Regions from separate parts of the Danio rerio genome. Here region 2 is linked to region 1. Evidence: chromatin contacts called from public HiChIP or PLAC-seq data. All regions are on one chromosome and are shown on one strand. Each heading gives the region's core, a stretch centred on a gene start, on an enhancer-like site or on the middle of the called end of the contact. The rest is flanking DNA. Distances are from core to core; before and after follow the strand shown. Region 1 holds the start of cavin4b (caveolae associated protein 4b). Region 2 holds the start of cdk5 (cyclin dependent kinase 5).

The links. HiChIP or PLAC-seq counts read pairs in DNA pulled down with a chosen protein or histone mark.
Region 2: a contact with region 1 is called in an H3K4me3 HiChIP or PLAC-seq map of gastrula embryo, with 4 times the contacts expected there. The contact joins the promoter of cdk5 here to the promoter of cavin4b in region 1. A contact is called at or near these places in 2 of 4 datasets of contacts at active chromatin or transcription factors (embryo and gastrula embryo).

What each region holds. Positions count from the first base shown.
Region 1 is chr24:37,881,990-37,887,557 of GRCz12tu, forward strand. cavin4b (caveolae associated protein 4b) reads right to left here and starts at 3,142. Exons shown (of 2, transcript NM_001008579.1): 1 at 2,605-3,142. The coding sequence starts at 2,970. The region is part of intron 13 of agap3 (ArfGAP with GTPase domain, ankyrin repeat and PH domain 3); the gene reads right to left.
Region 2 is chr24:37,959,484-37,965,051 of GRCz12tu, forward strand. cdk5 (cyclin dependent kinase 5) reads right to left here and starts at 3,181. Exons shown (of 12, transcript NM_131719.2): 1 at 3,006-3,181; 2 at 87-175. The coding sequence starts at 3,042. The region is part of intron 13 of agap3 (ArfGAP with GTPase domain, ankyrin repeat and PH domain 3); the gene reads right to left. abcb8 (ATP-binding cassette, sub-family B (MDR/TAP), member 8) reads right to left here. Exons shown (of 16, transcript NM_001017544.1): 15 at 5,467-5,568; 16 at 4,279-4,710. The coding sequence ends at 4,627.

The DNA of each region.
Region 1 (5,568 bases), core at 1,892-4,391:
ATGCGTTATCAGCATAGCAAAAATAAAAAATAAACAGTCACATGCTTTCGTAAAAATTTGGGTTTACAAAAGTTTTTAGTTACAAGTTCTACAAGGACTTGAATGCATTTTGGAACTTGGAATCTGTCATGAACACTCTTACATCTTATGTTGGAAAAATGTAGTCCATTGAAATGTGTTAATCAAATCAAGAAATAAGATGGCAATAACATTTCTGAAACATCAGTATTGAAGTCTTTTGACGTCTTTTTCAATAGATATTTGAGATATGTGTTATTGGCAGTTACTGAGCATGAGTTTGTGAAGTGTTACGAGAGACTACATACTAAATACCATGGCTGTCCAATTAGAAAATAGTATTTTAGAACACATTTTAACAAGCTTACCTACCTATTAAATGTAGAAAGACAACTAAGCATTAATTGGTATGTGGGATATTTGTTGCCTATCATATTTTGTTTTTAATTATTTGGTATATCGCTCATTTAGCAGAAAATAAAATAAATATCACTGTATGATTTTATAAGACATGAAATAGTTCCTGAATGTTTGCGCACAACCCAGCCTGATCTCACGAAGAAACGTAACTATTTTATGTTTTGTCAGTTTAGTGGCTAATTCGTATGAGTTTGAGTTTAGTACGATTTTAAAAAGTTGGCATGGCATCCAACCCCACCCCTAAACCCAGTCGTCATTGGTGGATTAGAAAATCGTACTAAATTGTATGAATGAGATCGTAAGAGTTCATATGAATTAGCCACTAAATTAAAAAGTTACGAATTGCCGTGAGATCATGTTGACACAACCATGATCACAAATGTGATATTGATTCTACACAACATTGCAAGTACAAAAAGTTCCGTTTTACCAGTTTTATATTTTGCCAATGAAGGTATTTTCAAACTACTTTTTAAATAAATTATTTGACAAATTAATTTAAATATAATGATCTATAAATAAAGACAACCATTAGAATGGTTCAACCAAGTGTCTAATTTATTCATGACAGGCCTAAACCAGCCAAAGTAACCAACAAAAACACAACTTCTTTTTTTTTTTTTTTTGGTCAATATCCCACACACCTAGAGCTTAAAAATAGCAGAAATAAAGAGTTATCGATCAGTGGCTTACAATTAACTTCAGTTAATCGATTTACAGGCTTTATTTTAGAATATTTTTTTTATAAAGATTTACATAAAGAAGTACTAGTGTGCCATTGCATAACACATCCATATCATTCACCTATCATAGGCCAGTGTTTAATCACTATGAAGCAAAATAAGTTAATCAAATTACATCTATCACCAGCATTCATGGACTGAAGCCAGTTAAGGTTGAACCACTCTTTCCATGTCCCCGCTTCTGAACAACTTTTTTATATATAAAACAAGTCTATCGCTAACAAACTGCCGCTGTTCGATTGCTGATTAAAGACTCTGTCTGCAGCTTTTTTAACCATCGCTCTGTCGGACACGATAACACTATATTAGGACATGAAGCTTCAGTGCAGCTCTCAGAATAACCCTGAACAAATCTGTCAGCTGTTCTGCTCGGTTCAAGAGATGATCAAACCCATGGGCACTCATTAAAACTGTGATTGTTTCAAAAAAAGAAAACACTAATACGCCTACACTGATTGCTCCAATGCCTTAAAGAAAACACTCCTATATGGGAAATGAAATACACTTTTCCTATAATGATGTAGACCAGTAGCTGACATATTTTAATGTAGTTTTTCCTCTCATAATGGTTGCATTTATACAGATTCAGTCTATAAAAGTAGAGAAACAAAGTAACATCTTATTTGATTGGTGTTTTAATGTCCATTGATCTGCTTTACAATTACACTGGACCTTCAAAATACCCAAAGATTGAATCAAGACGCAGCATAACCAGATTTAGCAACATTCCTGGATGATTTCATAATTTTCTGCACTCAATCCTAATCGCATTTCTTCCATCTAGCCTCATTTAAAACAACAGCAACCCTTCATAGTCCGTTCTCGAAACTCTAAAAAGTGAATATTAATTCGTTTTTACTCCCTCATGGATCACATTACGCACTTTATCTGCGTATTACGCCAGACATCCTGCCACATATCAGATAAAATGGCCGCCAACCTAATCCTCTATTCTCAGCGGGGACTGGCAGAACATTCCTGCTGTATTGCTTTTGGCAGCTGGCCACGTGACCTTCTAGTGTATCGTGATTTGTCTCGGATCATGCAAAACTTTGCGTCCCGAGTCTATATTTGATGACTCATTTTGCTCAAGTTAAAAGTAATTAAAGGTATATACTTATGTGTTTCAAAGAATTAAGGTGCAATCACATTTACCAATTCTTGACCAAGTTTAATTGAGTCATTCCAATGGAAATCCAGTTGCATATTCAGAGCTGACTTGTTTTCAGCTTGTTTTACAGTATTGACCAGCAGAGAGCTGCTTGGTTTGGCTTCTGTGCTCACTAAGTGAGCTTGTTTGCCTCCAAAATGTCACCACACATTTAGGCCTCATTCAGAGATCCAACCTTTAATTGGAACCCAGAATAACCAAGTCCAGAAACACTCATATTCCACTAAAATTGAAGTGATTGTCATTATTTACCTGGTAGATGACGACACGGAACTTGTTCTTATTCAGCAGCTCGACTTGGGTTTCCTCCACCTTCTTGACTCGAACGTTCTGCTTCTCCACCCGCACGCGGACGTCCTTGATGTGGCAGCTGACCTTGCGTGTTTTCTCCAGAAGTTTCTCCACGGTGCCACTGGTCGCCGTGTGCTCCTTCGTCAGCTTGACTACATCTGCTTGGATGGTCTTGACGGTGTTCTCCAGCTCCAGCTGCCTCTCCTCCATCCGCTGCTGGCAGGCCTGAACATTGTCTATGATCCCGGACACCCTCTCCAGCAGAGAGAAGATGTTCATGGCGCTGGGCTCGTCCGCCACACCTGCCAGTCCCAGTTTATCAGCCATGCTTGTCCTTGAAAACCGATGAGGACCCTAGACCAGAACTGCCAAAATCCTTAGGTCCTGCTTCGGTGGGTTTCTCTTTAGGGGTGTTGGGGTGGGACGTTGGATTGTGGGGCCGTGGTGGGCCCTGGGAGATGCTCGGATAGGACAGACTCACCCTCTGACAGGAGCTTCATGGACGTTTTGGAGAATATAGAAGCTCCACCCTTGCTGTTTATCGGGAACGCAAGGTTCAAAGGCCAGACACAGAGGGAACGACTGGAAATAAGGGCAGAGGGGTTGGAAGAGGGCACCACACCAACTCACTGCGTATTCAGTGTATAAATACCCACAGTAAGGTGACACCCTGTCATTTTTAGAAGATGCGTGTGCAGCTGAGATAATGGAAACCCCCTTCAACCACTTTATTTCATTACAAAGAGCTGTTTCCTCGAAGAAAAGCTTATTTTATTAACAACAGTAGGGGAAATAATAGTATTGCTGTGTTCCAATTTATTCTGAAAGTATGCTTTTAAAAAAAAAAAGAGTGTATGCAATGTATGCAAGCTTTGGGATGTACTACTTCCTTATTAATGGACCATTTTGTTGCTTAGTTATGAGCCCGGTCAATCATCTCGACACATCGTTCACATTTCTTTCATATTTAATTTTCTACAATATTGAAGATGCAGCAGCATATTATTCTATTCAAAAGTTTTTCAATCGGAGAAATCTCTGCATAAGTATGCATTCAGAAGTTATTGACTAAACATGTCTTTATAAGCAGGGTGCGAATTACAGGGGGGTTTACGGGGGATTGACCCCCCCTAATTAACTCTTGATCCCCCCTGAAAGACGTCAAAACCAGATGCATGGGGGGGTCAGCTCTCAACAAAGCAAGATATTGTTTTAACTGATTTGTATTTTAAATAATAATGTTAATAATAAAAATAATAGATAATATAAATATACCTTTTACCACCCCTATAGCGGTTCATACCATTGTGAATACAAATTCAGAGTATGTGAGAAAAAAATACTAATTCAACGGTCTGATATACACCATCGTAAAAACACTCTTCAAGTAAAATATGTTTTATGTTTGTATGTAGATATAGCCCAAAAGTAAAGTCAAATTAGACACCTTTTTTGTAGTTCTACAATAATATAATAATAATATTAAGTAATATAAAATAATATATAATCTGAAGTAACCTCTGAAAGAGCTAATCAGACGTTACTGTACCCCCCCTCCATCCAGCAATGTATAATTCGTACCCTGTTGCAGATTAAATATAACATTGAAAATATTAATTCAATATATTCCAGAAAGATCTTAACAGTCATTCTAGCATCTTTACCAAATATTTGCCACATACCTTTGGTTGTACGCCTTCGCCATGTTTGTGGTATGTTTACATTTTTTAACCGTGTGTGGCCGGATTCTGCACTAACAATGTACTCAAGAAGTGAAAGTACACATTTTTAAAATGACTTAATAAGTTACAATTCCTGAGAATATCTACTCAATTACAGTAGTTTGAGTATTTGTAATTAGTTACTTTACACCACTGACTGATTTGGAACATACTAATTCTATTTACTATTTAGGAAGGATAATATGTGAATTAGAACGCTGCATATGATGTTCCTCAAATCTTGGTCAATGCACTATATGCACACCTAGTGTTTTTCAGCCAATGATAAACATCTGATGAAAGGTTTATGACTATTTTCAATTTCATAAGGTTCCTTTTACAACATCGATGTTGTAATAAAATTAAAATACAATAAGTTACATAGACTTAAGCATTCATTTAATTGTTTAAGCGTAAAATGAGATCAATGTAGACACAAGCGCTGTCAGAAGCAGCAGCAAATACTGGGGTATAATACATTTTAATATTTAAGATTGAGAAATGGCATAAAAAATGAAATTAATGCAACCTATTTCATATCGTATATCAATCAGGCAGTGAAGATCACTGATTTTTAAAGAAATGAGACCTTAAACATGGTGATTTTGAAAGACACTGTTCACTGGAAGCGTTTGGGCTCGGCTGACTAAAAATTAAAAGTCTGTGCACATATACCCTATTGACTTTCTAATTTGGTCCAATACCTATAGTTCTTAACCACACTATCTATATTTTTCTGTTTCTTCAAAGAAATAGCAGTTAAATTGTCATAATTGATTAAAAAAGTGTTGCACAAACAATACTAAGATGTTCCACCAATGATGGTCAATTGATTGTGCAATTTTATACCAAAGACTCCAGCTTTACCACAATAGGGTGCAATATGCACGCAACAATGTCCGCACAATGCTTCAGGCTCAAACTCAAACATGATTTGAACTGCCATGTTGCATCCTGGGGAAGATGATCCACCTTAAGATGGACTGTCCAAACCTGTGAAATGATGCCACCAGCTGCAGTCTATTTTTAAACCCGGAGTCGTCTATAATTACTCATCACTCATGTCATAGCTCACCGAGGCTTACCTAATTCTCCAGAACTCTTCATTCAGCCGATACTCAACACTGCTGTTTTTTTTTTTTTTTACACACTAAATATCACGTGAGCAAACTTTCTAGATTGTTTTCTTTACATAGCTGCTTTT
Region 2 (5,568 bases), core at 1,931-4,430, 78 kb after region 1:
TAGCAGAAAGGAGAATTATATTACTTTTATTATAACTACTATTATTATTATTATTGTCATTCCAGCAGCAGCGTCGTCATCTTTACCTCATCATCATCATCCAGTCGGACTCGTTTGAGGGCCACAATTTCGTGCGTTTCTCTGTTTTTAGCCTTGAAAACGGTACCATATGTACCTGAAGACAGAGTACAACAGAATAAAACAAAAAAAGTGCTTTAGTAGATAAATACTGCAAGGCTCAACAATAAGGACATGCCCGGTGGCCCAGGGCCAGCTTGAGAGACACTTGGGACAGTAGACCGGATGTCACTAACATTTAATTTGTCTGCGACTATGTAAATCATGTGCATTTTAATTTTGTGCTTTTAGGTTTTTAAACACTACCTTCTCTGTGATGTCATAAACACCATATTGCTTTCCGGTTCCTCTTATCTGATTGACCATGATATTTTGTTTCTGTAACCTGTTAAAAACCAGTACAGCGAAGAAACGGCAACATGGCGGCAACATCAAATTATAAGGCTAAAAGAAAATGTCTGTTTCTAAAGTCTTGGAAGTAGACATTTACGTGTGACGAACACGACAAAATAAAAATGAAGTGATGTTTTGCACAGTTTGCCGCCAGTTTGACAAGTCGGCCACCTTTTGTTAACATTTTCTGTACTGCTCTTTTTGTTTGCATAACACTTTTATTTACAATTTATTTTAAGTATTAAAATTGTAGATTCACAGACTTTTTTTTTGACACATTATTTAAAACGTGGCAAAAAATAGCTATTAACTTCCCTTTTTTTGGTGGGGCCAGTGAAAATTTTGCCAGGGCAAGTAAAAATCTGAACCACTGGCCCGATCGGACCTGTAGAAAAAATCTATAGCGTTGAACCCTGTACTGCCATTTCAATTTGATGTTAATTATGTAAAAAAAAAACTAAATAATGGCGGTACACGTTACCAATCACATCAAACGCCCCAAACTCTCCTGTAATTTGCACACTGATAAAAACTCATTTAAATTGAGTAGAAATTATGCTAAAGAATTATAAAAATAATTGTAACTTTCAACCTTGTGAACCACATGGTATGTTACCCCTTTCATCAAATATCAGTGCAGACCAATCACTGTCGTTTTATGATTGATTGGTTAGTATTATTCGATTGAATGTGACCCATATTAACTCATATAATTCTATTAGTAACTTTTTATCACACAACTCTCTACAAAATTAAAAATGTCCTTCTAATATGTATATAGATGACAAATATATGATCATAATAATCACCATATTTTACATTTATCGCAGAACAACTGTTAAATAAAAATAAAACAAATGCGTGGTTTAGGGGGATAAAGAACTGTGCAAATTATACATTGACGACCAGGAGGCTCAACTGCTTGTCAGTTGTTAGTTTGTGTAATACACGCTTCAGTAATTTATGTATGCTAATAATAATAATGTTAATATATTATGATTTACCGGTTAGTTTTAAAGCAGAAAGTAATCTAAATATTTTTAGTAGTGCTCTTAAAAAGTGGATAAAAACAAAACAGCAGTGTTTGCACAAATAGTCTATCGTTAGTTAGTTGGATCATGTCGCCTTTGCTTTTTCCTGCAGTAATTTTATGTAAAGAAATGTAATGTTATGTATGTTTTATTATATTTCTATTTTGTCAATTTTAAGCCTCCTGTGGACAGGTGTTGAGAATTAGCAAGTTTGCTAAAACACTTAAACAAATGCATTTGGTTGTCCAGTGTAATTGTGATGTCCATGTCAAATACATAAATAAAAAATATTTTTAATTACATCTAGCTTATTGATAAAATGCATTTAAGCTTTCAGCGTTTTGAGGGATATTTAGTGTATTCTGATCGACAGTATTCTCTGATTAGCTGTTTCAGATGTTACTGAAGGTTAAACTACAAACAATGCATCGAATTTGATTTTATTTTCAGGCTAAATATAGATACAACATCTTTTTTATGAGAAAACAAAGTGTGGTGAACATGATGTCTATTGGTGCTCTAGATCTGCCGCTTTAAGACTTTCTTCTTAAATAGATGCAATTGATTGGCGCAATTATGCATTAACAATGGTTTGAACCATTATAGGGGTGGTCAAATCTATATTTATATTATCTATTATTTTAATTATTAACATTATTATTTAAAATACAGATTAGAGTGAAATATTTCTCAGTGTTAAAGAACTGATCCCCCTATACATCTTGTTTTGACCTTCTTCAGTGGTCAATTAGGGGGGTCTATCTCCCCAAACTTCCCTGTGATTCGCAACCTGATAAAAACTGTCATTTAAATTGTGTAGAAATTATTATAAAGAATTATTAAAATAATTGTAACTTTTAACCTTTTGAACCACGTGGTATATATTACCCTTCTCATCAAATATCAGTGCAGACCAATCACTGTCGTATATGATTGAATGGTTGGTTTTATTTAATTGAAATATTTGACCCATATTTATTCATATATTTCTATTGGTAACTTTTCATTACAGGACTCTTCACAAAAAAAATCTAAATATTGTTTTATGATGTAAATACAACTCAAAAGGAGAAAAGCCTATTTTAAGCCCTCGCGCGCCCCCTAGAGGAAAACACACTTTACGTTTCATCATGGCTACCAGCATTTGCTGGATCAAAGAAAACCCTGTTAATGTTGCTAAAATGAAATATCAATCAACGGGATAACAAATCATCACTTTACCAGCTCTATTTCTCTCAATAACAGCGATAATGTCATTTAGCAGGTGTGAAAGGTGTGCTGATTTATCCGATTCAAAGCCAGCTGCATCAAAATGAGCTCGATCTCCACAGATTAAGACTTTTAGGCTTCAGTACACAAGCACATAAAGGCACAAATGCTTTGCAGATTGACAGACGGTTGACGTCTTATGACAACAAACCTTCGTTATTGTTAGTGGTGTATAAATAAATCTCCAATTTATCGTTAGCTTCAGACATTCAGGCCAGACAGTGCTTTACTCACCCTCTCCTATCTTCTCCAGCTTCTCATACTTTTGCATGGTTTCAGCCAGTTATTAAAACGTCCTGGCTGCTCGTTTTTTCTACGAATTAATAAGCAGGGGTTTAATTGTACCGCTGATTAATGTCGTTTTTTATCAACAAGGGGCGTAGTACGCAACATGAAGAGAGCAGAGCTACAAGATGGCGACCCGCTGAGACGCGCTTCAAAATAAAAGTACCAGATCGGGTTTAGCTGCAGCCAATCATAAACTTCCGGTGAAAGCTTTATATGACTATTTTTAATGCCATACGGTTCCTTTTACAGCATATATGTTGCAATGTCATTAAAATACATTCAGTTAAATAGACTTAAGCTTTCATTTAGTTGTTCAAGTGTAAAACAAGATAAGACTATATAACCGCTAGCACAATCAGGATTAGCAGGTGAGCGCTGAAACTCAATTGAAAAATACTGAGGTAAAATAAACAGTTTTATTTAAAAGACATGGCAGAGGAAAATTGAATTGATTCAGTGCTTCTTGTCTGGTCTGAGACCCACTTTTTATCTCAACCAGGCAGTAAAAAAAAAAAGATTTTTAAAGAAATCAGATAAAAAACGTGGCGATAGTTATAATGGAAAGACAGCTCACTGGAAGCCCTGGGGCTGGCTGGCTGGAAATAAAAGTCTGTGTGCAAATACTTCTGGTCGAAGTATTAACTCCTTTAAAATGTTCTTTTTACTTTCCGATAACACCCAAATTAATTTTTATCTTTTATCATGATGTTATTTTCATAATCATGTCTCTTAAAACAAATGTTACAATAAAGTGTCAACATTTTTGACATTTACTAGCGCGTTTACAACACTGTGTCGCATAAGATCTAACATTGTTAAAATGGTGGTATTCTGTTGTCTAAAAATGTATAATATTTCGAAAAACTAGACAAAAAAATTTAGGAAGAAATGTCAATTAGTAAAAGAATATATGCTAATAAAACGTATCTAACCTATGCTCTTACTCAATGCTACAATAAATTAAATAAGTAAATACTTCAGTATTAAAATATTTAAATCTAAACCTCTAAATAACAAAAAAAAAAGAGAAATGTTAATTAGTAAAAATCGATGCTAAAGCTGATCAAATCTATGCTCTTCTTTATTGTTAATTTAATTTAAATAATTAAACACGTTAGTATAACAATATCAACAGTAATTAAAAAAAGCATTCTAAATAAAATATTTAATATCTCTAATTACTTGTGTGTAATTTAAAAATGGAAATGGTAACCAATGTGAATGCAGAAGAATATATTTAATTTTATTATACCTTAATTTTCAAGGAAAACAAGATTATCAACACAATGATATTAACAGATACATTTTTCAAAATAAAATGTACATTTCATCTCACTAAAATCTTTTCATTTAAAAAAGAAAAGGTTCAAATACTTTCAGTCTGGAGTTTAGGGAAATAAAAACACTATTTAAAAACTGTTTACCAACACTGATTTTACAATGATGATAAAACTAAACACACAGAACTTTCTTTTAAAAAAAATTCAATATGCTACAATATGACAGAGCACCAAATGAATTTCTGTGTTCAAAATAACTTGTAGTGACATATACTAAGTACAGTATTTTATTTATGTCCATTAGATCGTTGTCTCTTTATGAGTTCTGCATACAATCCTCCTTTGCTCAGTAATTCCAGATGTGTTCCAGCCTTTAAAAACACAAAAACAATAAATTAAAAATTCAGCTTTAAAAATCACAGAAATAAATTAAATTTAAACTACTTTCAAATTAGAAAACTGATATTTTATATTGCAATAACATTTCACAATTTTTTTTACCTCTATTTTACTGTGTAATTAGCTTATTTTAAAACATTAAAAAAATTATACTGACTCCAAAATTGTTCCACCATGTTTTCGGACATGCTCAGAAGCTCACAATGCAAACCAATGCAAATCACCACAGAAAAAGCTGACTATTTTATAGTAGTGCTTTTTGAAAAACAGGTTACAAACGCAAAGTATTCAGCTTAATGTGACATTTGAAGGCTTAACAAGGTTAAATGGTTTAATTAGGCAATTTAGGGTAATTAGGTAAGTCATTGTATAACGATGCTTTGTTCTGTAGACTATCGAGAAAAAAACTGCTTAAGGGGGCTAATAATAAAATCATATCTTAAAATGATTTTTAAAAATAATAAAAACTGCATTTATTCTAGCCAAAATAAAACAAATAAGACTTTCTCCAGAAAAAAAAAAACATTATAGCTAATACTGTGAAAAATGTAATGCTCTGTTAAACATAATTTGGGAAATATTTGAAAAGAAAAAAAAAATCATAATTTTGACTGTATATGATACAATAAACCTATAGAAAGCAATTTGATTCAGGTTCCACAAATTCCGAGAATACATTGCTTTGTAACCACACATTCCCTTTGTCTATTAGTAGAGTGTTTCCTGACCTCAACGATGCGTCCGTTGCTCATGACGCAGATGAGATCGGCTGCTTGTATAGTGCTGAGCCGGTGGGCGATGATCAGAACAGTGCGTCCTGTCGTGGCTCT